Regions from separate parts of the Mus musculus genome. Here region 1 is linked to region 2. The links are chromatin contacts, called in public Micro-C maps. All regions are on one chromosome and are shown on one strand. Each heading gives the region's core, a stretch centred on a gene start, on an enhancer-like site or on the middle of the called end of the contact. The rest is flanking DNA. Distances are from core to core; before and after follow the strand shown. Region 1 holds the start of Cela3b (chymotrypsin-like elastase family, member 3B). Region 2 overlaps Gm31648 (a long non-coding RNA gene).

Region 1 (4,946 bases), core at 1,615-4,114, 350 kb before region 2:
CCCTGAGCAACACAGTTTGAGGCCCTGCGGATAAAAGCAGGGGAGCCTTCTGTGTTAAGTTGGGGCCTCCTGTGGGTTCAGCTCTTCCTGTGTCCTTGAACTAGCTTCTTCCCAGCTAAGAACACGTGCAGACCTCGATCAAGTTCTGGCTTTTCTCCAGGCCACTGTCCTATCTGTCGGAGAGGTCAGAGAGCTGGGTTGAACACAGAGATCTGTTTCCAGTCCTCTGCCTTAGGACCTGCCCCTCTCTCCTGTGCTCTCTTCAGGGCTCTCACAACCTCTTCCCCAGTTCAGAGGCTGTGAGCATCCAAGCTGAGCAAATTTGTCCAGGCCTACAGTAAACAGGGAGGGCACAGCTATTTTTATCCCAGGTTGAAGGATTTTCACAGCTGTTTCTGTTGCGTGTGCACAAGCTGCTCAACAGCCCAAGCTGCTGGAGTGGTAGGTCTCCCTGTGGACGTGTTAGATGGGCGGCACCCAAAACCTTAAACAAATCCCTCCTGGCCTACGGGATACCTCTATTAGCAAGGGTCCACTTAGACAGCTAAGTGTTGCCCTCCCCTTGGCTTCTATTTGTAGGAGTCAGAGGAAGATGTATGCATGCCACACTGATCCTGAACACATGCTCAGGAGACTCAGCAGGACTTAGCTGAAAGAGGGGAACATGGGGAACATGGGGGACGGGGACAAGGAGGGTTTGTGTACTTGCCTTGTTCACACAGGATGCTGGCCCTAAACCAGACAGTGGTGGTGTATGCCTTTAGTCTCAGCAGTCAGGAGTTAGAGGCAGGAAGATGAGGCCAGACTGGTCTACCAAGGCTACACAGACCCAGGAAAATGATGTCTCAAAAGGGAATGGGGAGCTGGAGGGATTAAGAGAACTAACTGTTCCTCTAGAGGTCCTGAGTTCACTTCCCAGGTACCACATGGTGATTCACAACCATCTGTAAAGGGATCTGACGCCCTCTTCTGGTGTGTCTGAAAAGAGTGACATTGTACTCACATACATTAAATAAATAAATAAATAAATAAATAAATAAATAAATAAATAAATAAATAAATAAATCTAAAACAAAAAGAAGAATGCTGGCTTGTGCCCTGTGCCCTGTGCTAGTGTGTGGCTCGATGGTGGCTCTCCGCATGCATGAGGCCCTGGAATCTATCCCCACCAATAGGGGTGGGGTGGGGGAGTAAAGCGGCTGAGGAGGTGGATACATGAAGAAGGCACGGTGCGGCCAGCACTCGCAAGGCAGAGAACAGGGCTCTAAACCAGCCAAATCACCAGCTCTGGGGTCAGCAAGAGACCTTGCCCCTGCAGATAAAGGAGCCCAGGGAAGGTGCCAGCATCAAGCTCTTCAGCTTGGTTGACAGTGCGTTGGCAGGATCCTCACCAAGCTCCTTTAGTTAAAGCTTTCGATTGCATTTTTGTTGCTTCTGTGTGTGTGTGTGTGTGTGTGTGTGTGTGTGTGTGTGTGTGTGTGTGTGTGTGATGGGAGTGGGTGCACATGCCCCAGCATGCGTGGAGCTCAGAGGGCAACTCAGAGGAGAGGAGTTGGTCCTCTCCTTGTAACAGGTGGGCCCCAGGGATCCAACTCAGGTCGTGAGGCCCGATGGGCGTCTTTAGGTGCCAGGTCATCTTAGCAAGCCTGCTTCCTCTTTTATATTCCTCTCTTTCCTTCCTTCTCCTCCTCCCTGTTCCCTTCTCCTCCTCCCCTCACCTGGTTGCTTCTTCCTTGTCTCCTCTTCTGTCTCCATATCCCTCTCCTCCTCCTCCCCCTCCTTGACAAGGACAAAACCAAAGGCCTTACTTTGAGGCCCTGTGTTGTGCTTCCAGACCCATTTTATTTTTTTGCTTTGAGACAGGGCCTTGCTGTGCAACCCTAGTTGACCACCAACTCATAACCCTCCTGCCTCAGCCTTGGAGCAGCTGGGAACACAGACGATGCCACCTCACCCAGCTCCTCGTTGACTCCAGACCCCTGCCCCTCTTTTTTCTTGAGCAAGCCACTCCTGAGTTGAGTGTCTACCCTCCACCCGTTCCCATGGCTGGCTTCAGGACTCACTTGCATGCATATCGTCTCCAGAGTCAATATGTCACTCTGCCTCAACCTCCCAAGACAAATGGGAAGGGAGGGGTCCCCTCCTGATCACCCATGTTTTGTTTCCGTATGGCACCCACCCTCACTGGTTAGAGACAGCTTCTTAAAAATTTTGGCACTTGGGAGGCAGAGGCAGGTGGATTTCTGAGTTCGAGGCCAGCCTGGTCTACAGAGTGAGGTCCAGGTCAGTGGGGATATACAGAGAAACCCTGTCTCAAAAAAACCCCAAAAAACAAAAACAAAAAATTGTGGGTTCATCTTGTGCCATCACTAGGCAGACTGTGAGCAGACTGGGATCATGTGCTGTCTGCTCACAGCCCTAGAAAGAGCCCTAATACAGCAGAGAAAGTACTCAGAAACAGTCTCTTATGGAGGTGGACATCAATATTAATCCCATGCAGGAGACTAGAGCTCTGAGACACCATGGTCAAACTAAGCACTCAATAGACAAAGCCAGGATCTGAACCCAGGCCTGATCAGCTCTGCTATTCTAGCCTTCCCTGGGAAAGCCCGGCCTGTCTAATAGAACCCTTTGCCTGTCCCTCTCTTATCAGTTGGCCGTTCTCTACCACTTGTGCAATCACAGGTTGGAGGAAGTCTGAGGTCCCTCCTTCAGCTCCTGCTCTCTAATCTACAGTGGTTGGTGTGTGGCCTTGGGCCTTGAAAAAGCTGGTGTTCTGCCACCTGTTGTGGGAGTGGGGTCTGGGGCCAGCCCTTCCACCTGCCTCCGGCACTATATTAAAGTCCCGGTTCCACATCTCTTTCTAATCACCCTGAAGCTCACCATGCTCCGACTGCTGAGTTCCCTCCTGCTTGTGGCCCTTGGTAAGCCCTCAGCTTGTCCCATGTCTCCTTGCTGCATCAGCCTGGGAGCCCCTGAAATATGACAGACCCTCACTCTTTGCCTCCCTGGGTGACACCCCATACCTACTTCTACAGAAGGTCTCAGCTTCAACTAGGACAGGACTGTAGGGCCTTGAGCTTGGTTCATGGCCAGGAGTGGAGGAGGCAGGCAAGCTTCAGATGACCCAGCTCAGAAAGACTGGGAGCCCACGGGGCAAGACTCCTTGAGGGGACAATGGATGACCTCCTGACTTAAGGTCTGAACTCTGAGGTTTGATGGCTCCAACTCAAACTTTCAGTCTTCTGTGACACAGCCCACAAAGCTTCCCTTGGCCGACCATATTGTACCCGATGGCATTTTCTAAGTGTCTACTATGTCAGGCAGGTGACGGTGGGACAGGTTGTTTTTCTTCTATGACCCCAGGTAAGTCAGCCTAGTTTGGAGTCAGTGGGGAAACTGACTTTTAAAGTAACACAGCCATCCTGAGTCGGTGGCCGAGTTTCACTTCGTACCCAGCTGTGTCACTCAAACAGCCACTTCATAGGTCAGTCACCTTTTTTTTTTTTTAAAGATTTATTTATTTATTATATGTAAGTACACTGTAGTTGTCTTCAGATACACCAGAAGAGGGCATCGGATCTCATTACGGGTGGTTGTGAGCCACCACGTGGTTGCTGGGATTTGAACTTCGGACCTTCGGAAGAGCAGTCGGGTGCTCTTACCCACTGAGCCATCTCACCAGCCCTTTTTTTTTTTTTTTTTTTTTTTTTTTTGGTTTTTCGAGGCAGGGTTTCTCTGTATAGACCTGGCTGTCCTGGAGCTCACTTTGTAGACCAGGCTGGCCTCGAACTCAGAAAACCGCCTGCCTCTGCCTCCCGAGTGCTGGGATTAAAGGCGTGCGCCACCACGCCCGGTATAAATCACCTTTTTAAAAAGAATTTTTTTTTAATAGAAAGTCTCATGTTATAGCTCAGCCTGCCTTTCCTTGAATTCCTAGCAATCCCACTGCCTCCCTCTCTCAAGCACAGGGACTACAGGCCTGAGCTAGCATGTCACTTTTAGCTGCCATTTTTAATTTTTTTTATTACATTTATTTATTTGTTAGGGACTGTATGTGTGTTACAGAGCTCACGTGGAGACCAGAGAACAACTTGCAGGAGTCAGTTCTCTCTGTTGGGATCCCAGGGATAAAACTCAGGTCATTAGCCCGGGTTACCACGCAGCCAGCCCTCTTTTTTTCTTTTGGGGTGGGGTAAAAGATTTCACTCTGTTAGCCCAGGCTTACCTCAAACCAGTGGCTGATCCTTTGAGCTCGAATCCTCAATGCTGGGATCACACCCTAATGCCCAGCATTTTGGTTTCAGAGTTTGGGGGCTCCCTGACTACCAGGCTCAGTCCCAAGTCTTTAGTCTTTGAGATAAAAGAGACCCTGCCCTCCTCTGACTCTGGGAAGCCCTGTTGTAGGTTAAATGCATAAACACTACTTCATACCTGGCTAGTGAAGTCTAGAGAGGGGAAGGGCTCCCCCTCCTCTTCCTCCCCTTCCTTTTCCTCCTCCTCTTCCTCCTCCTCCTCTTCCTCTTTCTCTTCTTCCCCCTCTTCCTCTTCTTTATACTCCTCTTCTTCCTCTTCCTCCTCTCCCTCCTCAATCTCTTCTTCCTCCTCTTCCTCTTCTTTTGCTTCTTTCTTTTTCTTTTTAGACAGGATCTCTTTGTGTAGCATTGGCTGATCTGGAATTCACCATATAGGTCAAGCTGGCCTTGAATATACAGAATTCAGCTTGCCTCTGCCTCCAAATGCACCATGCTCAAACACCAGCTCTCCCACCCCGACCCCTTTCTTCTGAGGACACTCTGGCTGACTGGCTTCTCAATTGTCACCTCTAGCCTCAGGCTGTGGACAGCCTTCCCACAACCCCTCCAGCCGAGTTGTCAATGGCGAGGAAGCTGTTCCCCACAGCTGGCCCTGGCAGGTAAGAGTGACAGCAGCTGCCCCCACCACCA
Region 2 (4,683 bases), core at 452-2,951:
CTCCCACTCCTGCCGCCATGCCTTCGCCGCCATGATGGACCGTGCTCTCAAACCCTTCCTCCTTTCTGATGCTTCTGTCAGGTGTTTGGTCACAGCAGTCACACAGGTAATTGAAACAGACAGGTTCCATGTGCTCCAGCTTTATTAAGCTTTTGAAAGGGAGGTAGAGGCAGACGTGGCCACAGCCAGGGAGGGAGGCAAAGAGGCACCTGTGATGTCCTGAGACCAGGGCTTCAGGCAGGAGGGAACGGGTCTGGATTCAAAGTTGCCAAAAAGGAGAGAGGGGTGGGAAAGCCTCATGCCCTTGGACCGTGGAGTCACTCCCTAGAGGCGTGGTCTCCAGACACCAAGCTCCCGGGTTCAGTTTCATGAGGGACCCCATTCCCTATTGTGCACACTGAAGCCACTGGCCAGTTGCTGGCACGAGCTGTCCCAGCCAGGCAAGGTGGCCATGCATGGGGAACTTCCTGGGGCTCTGTCGCAATATCTCAGTCTCCCCCTCATGCTTCATGGGACGGCTCGAGCCAGGGTTTCACACTGCCCTGTCTGAGATCATCAGTCACTAAGAGGGTTCCATAATCAGAGGTAACCTTTGTCCCCAGCACACGGGGTCACTTGTTACCAACTATGATCAGAAACAGACCCGAGACAGTCTCTAGCTACCTTCTCTTCCTTGTCCTCCGGGCTCCATCTCCTGTCTAGCAGATTCCCCTGGCTGAGCATCTCTCTTGCTCAGGGATCTCTGGTCTTATCATTCCCGGTTCCTCCTGGTCTGGTTGGCCCTCCTTCCTCTCTTCTGTTGAGGAGCAGTGGGAGGATTCACTCTATAGCGAGAGACGGTGACAGTGATGATGACAACTGCAGTTGGCTGTCACTGCGATGATGCTGATGATGGTAATGACTATGACTCTGCTGTCCCCTGCCTCTTTCACCCCAAAACTGAATCAATGCAACTTTTCATCTCCCTTACCCATCAGCTACCCTGACCTCAGCAGAGTGACATCTACAGTGTTGCTTATTAAGCACTTGCTGTATGCACAGTCTGAGCTAGGCGACTTCTATTCTGACTCCCGGAGGTAAATGCTTCTTGTGCATGTGCAGCTTGCGAAGGCTGAATTACTAAGAATGACTCGTGGACCAGAATCTGCAGACCCTGTGGAAGAAACTCAGGCTCCAGGAATGCTGGCTGACGACAGCGCCACCTGTGTCACCAGAGATGCATAGCTGGGGCTACTTGGTATGTTAGATGTGAGGCAGGCTGAGACACACTCCTTCAAACTGTACCTGTGGGAGTCACTTGAGGGTCCCCAGCCTGTGGCACCTGGTTTCGCTGCTAGAGAGTGGAGAGGGACATAGGCGTATAAGGTACTGTGTCTGCGTGTCCCCTGGGGAATGTGGCAGCCTTTGCATTTTTGTGGCATGAGGCGGAAATTTGAGATAATAAAGAAAGTGGTGGGAGGGGGGTGGGAAGAAAGACAGAAATAAGAAAGAAAAAGCAAGGAAACAATAAACTGTTAGTATCTCACAGGCGCCAGGCTGGGCGAGGAAACCGCTAATGAGCCCCAGCTTCTAATTCAAACCAGACAGATAAAAACCACGTGGTCGAGGTCCCAGAGAGCATGGAGCACCCCTCCCCCCTCCAAAGCCCAGGCTGGGTGCTCTGCCCAGAGAAGAGCAACCTCCGCTGCTGTCTGCGCAGCCACCAAGCAAGCCTGGATGCTGACACCAGCCCGATGCCTGCTTTAGAGCACTGTAAAGACGTGAACTCCAGCTCACTTCCTCGAAATGCATATTCATTTGTTTAGTCAACTTCACTTGTATTTTGACTATTGGGCCAGAAGTTCACTCTTCCAAGAACTCTGACTTCCTTATAAAAAAATCTCAGAAGCAGGAGCCTGGGCATATTATGACTGGGGCCAGGGGGGGGGGGCAGGGCTGGGTCCCAGCTTCATGATCACTAGATAGAGAATTAACCCCCAACACTCCCCAGATCATCTGTTGGGATGGCTTGCCTAGAAGTCTCATACACAATACACAACAGCTCTCTCTCTGTCTGTGTGTCTGTGTGTCTGTGTGTCTGTCTGTCTGTCTGTCTGTCTCTTCACCCCCATACCTGTGTATTCATCCATGGACATCAAGGTCAACTCTATTTCCTGGTTGTGGAGAATCACATAGCCATGAACATGGGGGAACAAGGCTTCAGAGAAAGAGAGACAGAGAGAGACAGAGACAGAGACAGAGACAGAGATTGCTGCATCAGAAACTGGCTCCATTTTAGTATTATGAAGCATCACAATGTCGTTCACCATCTGGGTACTCATCTGCATTTTTTTCTCCACATCCTTGCCACCATGGATAACAACCCCATCCCTCCAGGTACATTTAAAAGAGAGGAAGTCAGTGTGACCCTCTCCTGTTCCCCATACCTCTAACCACCGTAGCCAAGATACAGATCCAACCTAGCTGATGCCTGGATAAACAAAATGTAGTGTAGTTAGAGCCAGTGTGCTGGTTAATATTGCTATCAACGTGACAGAGTCTAGGATCACCTAGGAGATGCAGTTCTGAGCCTGGCTGCGAGGGAGTCACTAGATTAGGCTAACTGGGGTGGGAAGACCCATCCTAAATGTGGACAGCGTCATTCCATGGGCTGGGCTCCGAGATTGAGTATAAAAGTCAAAGTTAGCCGAGCTCTCACATCCATCTCTCTAACGTCAGATATAAGGTGGCCTGCTGCCCGGTGGACAGCACCCTCAAACCATGAGCCAAATCGAAGCCCTCATTCCCAAGTTGCTCTTCTCAGGTGTTCTGTCAGAGTGCTAAGCAAAGAAACAAATACAGACACAACGGAATGCTATTCGGCCATAAAAAAAAAAAAAAAAAAACTGGAGATCCTGCCGTTGGAGAAGGCATGGATGAGCCTGGCAGACAGTTATGAAGTGAAATAAGCCAGGCGCAGAAGAACAAAGACCAGCCCATGCTCGTTCCCGTGTGAAAGCTGAAGTCGTTCTCAGGGAAGCAGAGAATGGAGTGTGGTCATCCGGGCAGGAAGAGGGTGGGGCACGGGGATCGGGAGAAGGGCTGGTTAACAGGTTCGGAAACGGCTTGGAGAGTTGCTTCCTAGCAGAGCTAGGAGACCACGGCCCACCACCCACAGGAATTCTCACTAGCTAGAAGAAACGCTGAAAGATCCCAACACAAGTGATAGCGGATCGATCGGGATGGTGGGTACGCCAATTCCCTAGGTGCTCAGCCATAATCCTAGCTAGTGGTGACTGCCCAACCTAAATACTCACAGGTACATGTGCCGATCAAGAAATGGATAAGAACCTGAGAAAAGGGGGCTGGCGAGATGGCTCAGTGGTTAAGAGCACCGACTGCTCTTCCGAAGGTCCTGAGTTCAAATCCCAGCAACCACATGGTGGCTCACAACCATCCATAACGAAATCTGATGCCCTCTTCTGAAGTATCTGAGGACAGCTACAGTATACTTACATATAATAAATAAATAAATCTTAAAAAAAAAAGAACCTGAGAAAAGTATGTAAATACAAATTTAAAACATGAAGTGTGATGTAGGGACAGAGGGAAGCAGAAGTCTCGGGGTTGGGGGGGGCAGCTCCTTCCTCTGTGAGATGCGGCAGCCCCATGCTGAGCATCTGAGGAATGAAGAAGACACTAGCACTTGTCCTGCCTTCCAGCCTGATAGCTAAGCAGCTTCCTGTCTTATTGTAGGGGACAACGTGCTGCAGATCTCCTGCTGTCTCCACAGGATGAAATCATCACCCATCTCTCCAGCACAGTGGGCAAGATTCCTTGCATTTTTTGGTCTGTGTAATCCACACTCAGATGTAGGCCTAAGAGTGGTGTCTGGGACAGGAGAATGCCAGGGAAGGGAGGAGCCAAGGCTGACTGCTCTCTTCTTCCACCATATGGGTTCCAGGGATCATATTCCGGTTGCTTGGGCTTGGTACCTGCTAAGCCTTAACAGGCTCCCCTCCCCCAGGCTGACTCTGGACCCTGGAGGAAGAGTTTGGGGACCAAGCCACAGGCCTAGGCCATCCTCCTCTGTCTCATGACTCAGGGCTAGGTGGAGGAGGGTCTCCATTCTCTCAGAAGCCATCTACCCATCCCCCTTCCACAGCCAATCCAGAGAGCCTGCATCCATTTCCCCTTTACTCCATCATACTGACCTGTGATCAAATGCCAGTGGTTATAGAAGGTCACCAGGGTCTGGAAGTCCCAGGGCCAGGTTGTCCAGGGAATAATGCAGGATCACAGATCCAAGGACAGTCAGGCCTCAGGTCACCAAGTGATACAGTGGACATGAGCAGAGAGGCCTGGGCCAAATGGCTGTGACAAGAGAGAAGAAGTTTGCTGTATATAATAGATGGTAATTGAGGAAGCCCAGGTCAGCGGAGCTATACAAAGTATTTATCCACGTCATGAAAGAAGACTCCTTAAGCCCTGGGCCAAAGAAAAGCCATGGCACTAGACCTGGGCAGGACACTGGCTGTCCTTGGGACTGAGGCTGGTTGGCTGGAGTCAGCTCAGAGGCACTGCCAAGCCGGTCAGATAGAGCTACAAGATGCATGTCATTTAGCTGAGAACCTATCCAGTACACTTGACTTGACGGGCGCCTCACCCTCTCAGGCTTCCACTTCTCAGCTCTATGGATCTTCA

What was found. A called contact is a pair of places that touch in the nucleus more often than the background predicts.
Region 1: a contact with region 2 is called in a Micro-C map of granulosa cells, with 2.7 times the contacts expected there. The contact joins the promoter of Cela3b here to the enhancer-like site in region 2. A contact is called at or near these places in 1 of 39 promoter capture datasets (embryonic stem cells), 3 of 15 datasets of contacts at CTCF or cohesin (embryonic stem cells, pro-B cells and stem cell-derived epiblast-like cells), 39 of 484 Hi-C or Micro-C datasets (B cells, the HL-1 cell line, the N1E-115 cell line and 17 more), 4 of 115 datasets of contacts at active chromatin or transcription factors (astrocytes, embryonic fibroblasts, extraembryonic endoderm stem cells and 1 more) and 2 of 9 other capture datasets (adipose tissue and embryonic stem cells).

Annotation. Positions count from the first base shown.
Region 1 is chr4:137,428,438-137,433,383 of GRCm38.p6, reverse strand. It overlaps Cela3b (chymotrypsin-like elastase family, member 3B), which reads left to right and starts at 2,864. Exons shown (of 8, transcript NM_026419.2): 1 at 2,864-2,924; 2 at 4,830-4,915. The coding sequence starts at 2,885.
Region 2 is chr4:137,082,224-137,086,906 of GRCm38.p6, reverse strand. Gm31648 (a long non-coding RNA gene) reads right to left here. Exons shown (of 3, transcript XR_390841.3): 2 at 4,194-4,353. Among named protein-coding and RNA genes, the nearest start is that of Gm31648, 8.0 kb to the right of the region's middle. Within about 2 kb of position 1,701, at least 32 of the 459 cell types and tissues checked have an H3K27ac peak or open chromatin away from gene starts, as enhancers often do. A contact at or near this core is called in the N1E-115 cell line, embryonic fibroblasts and granulosa cells, where this site is marked.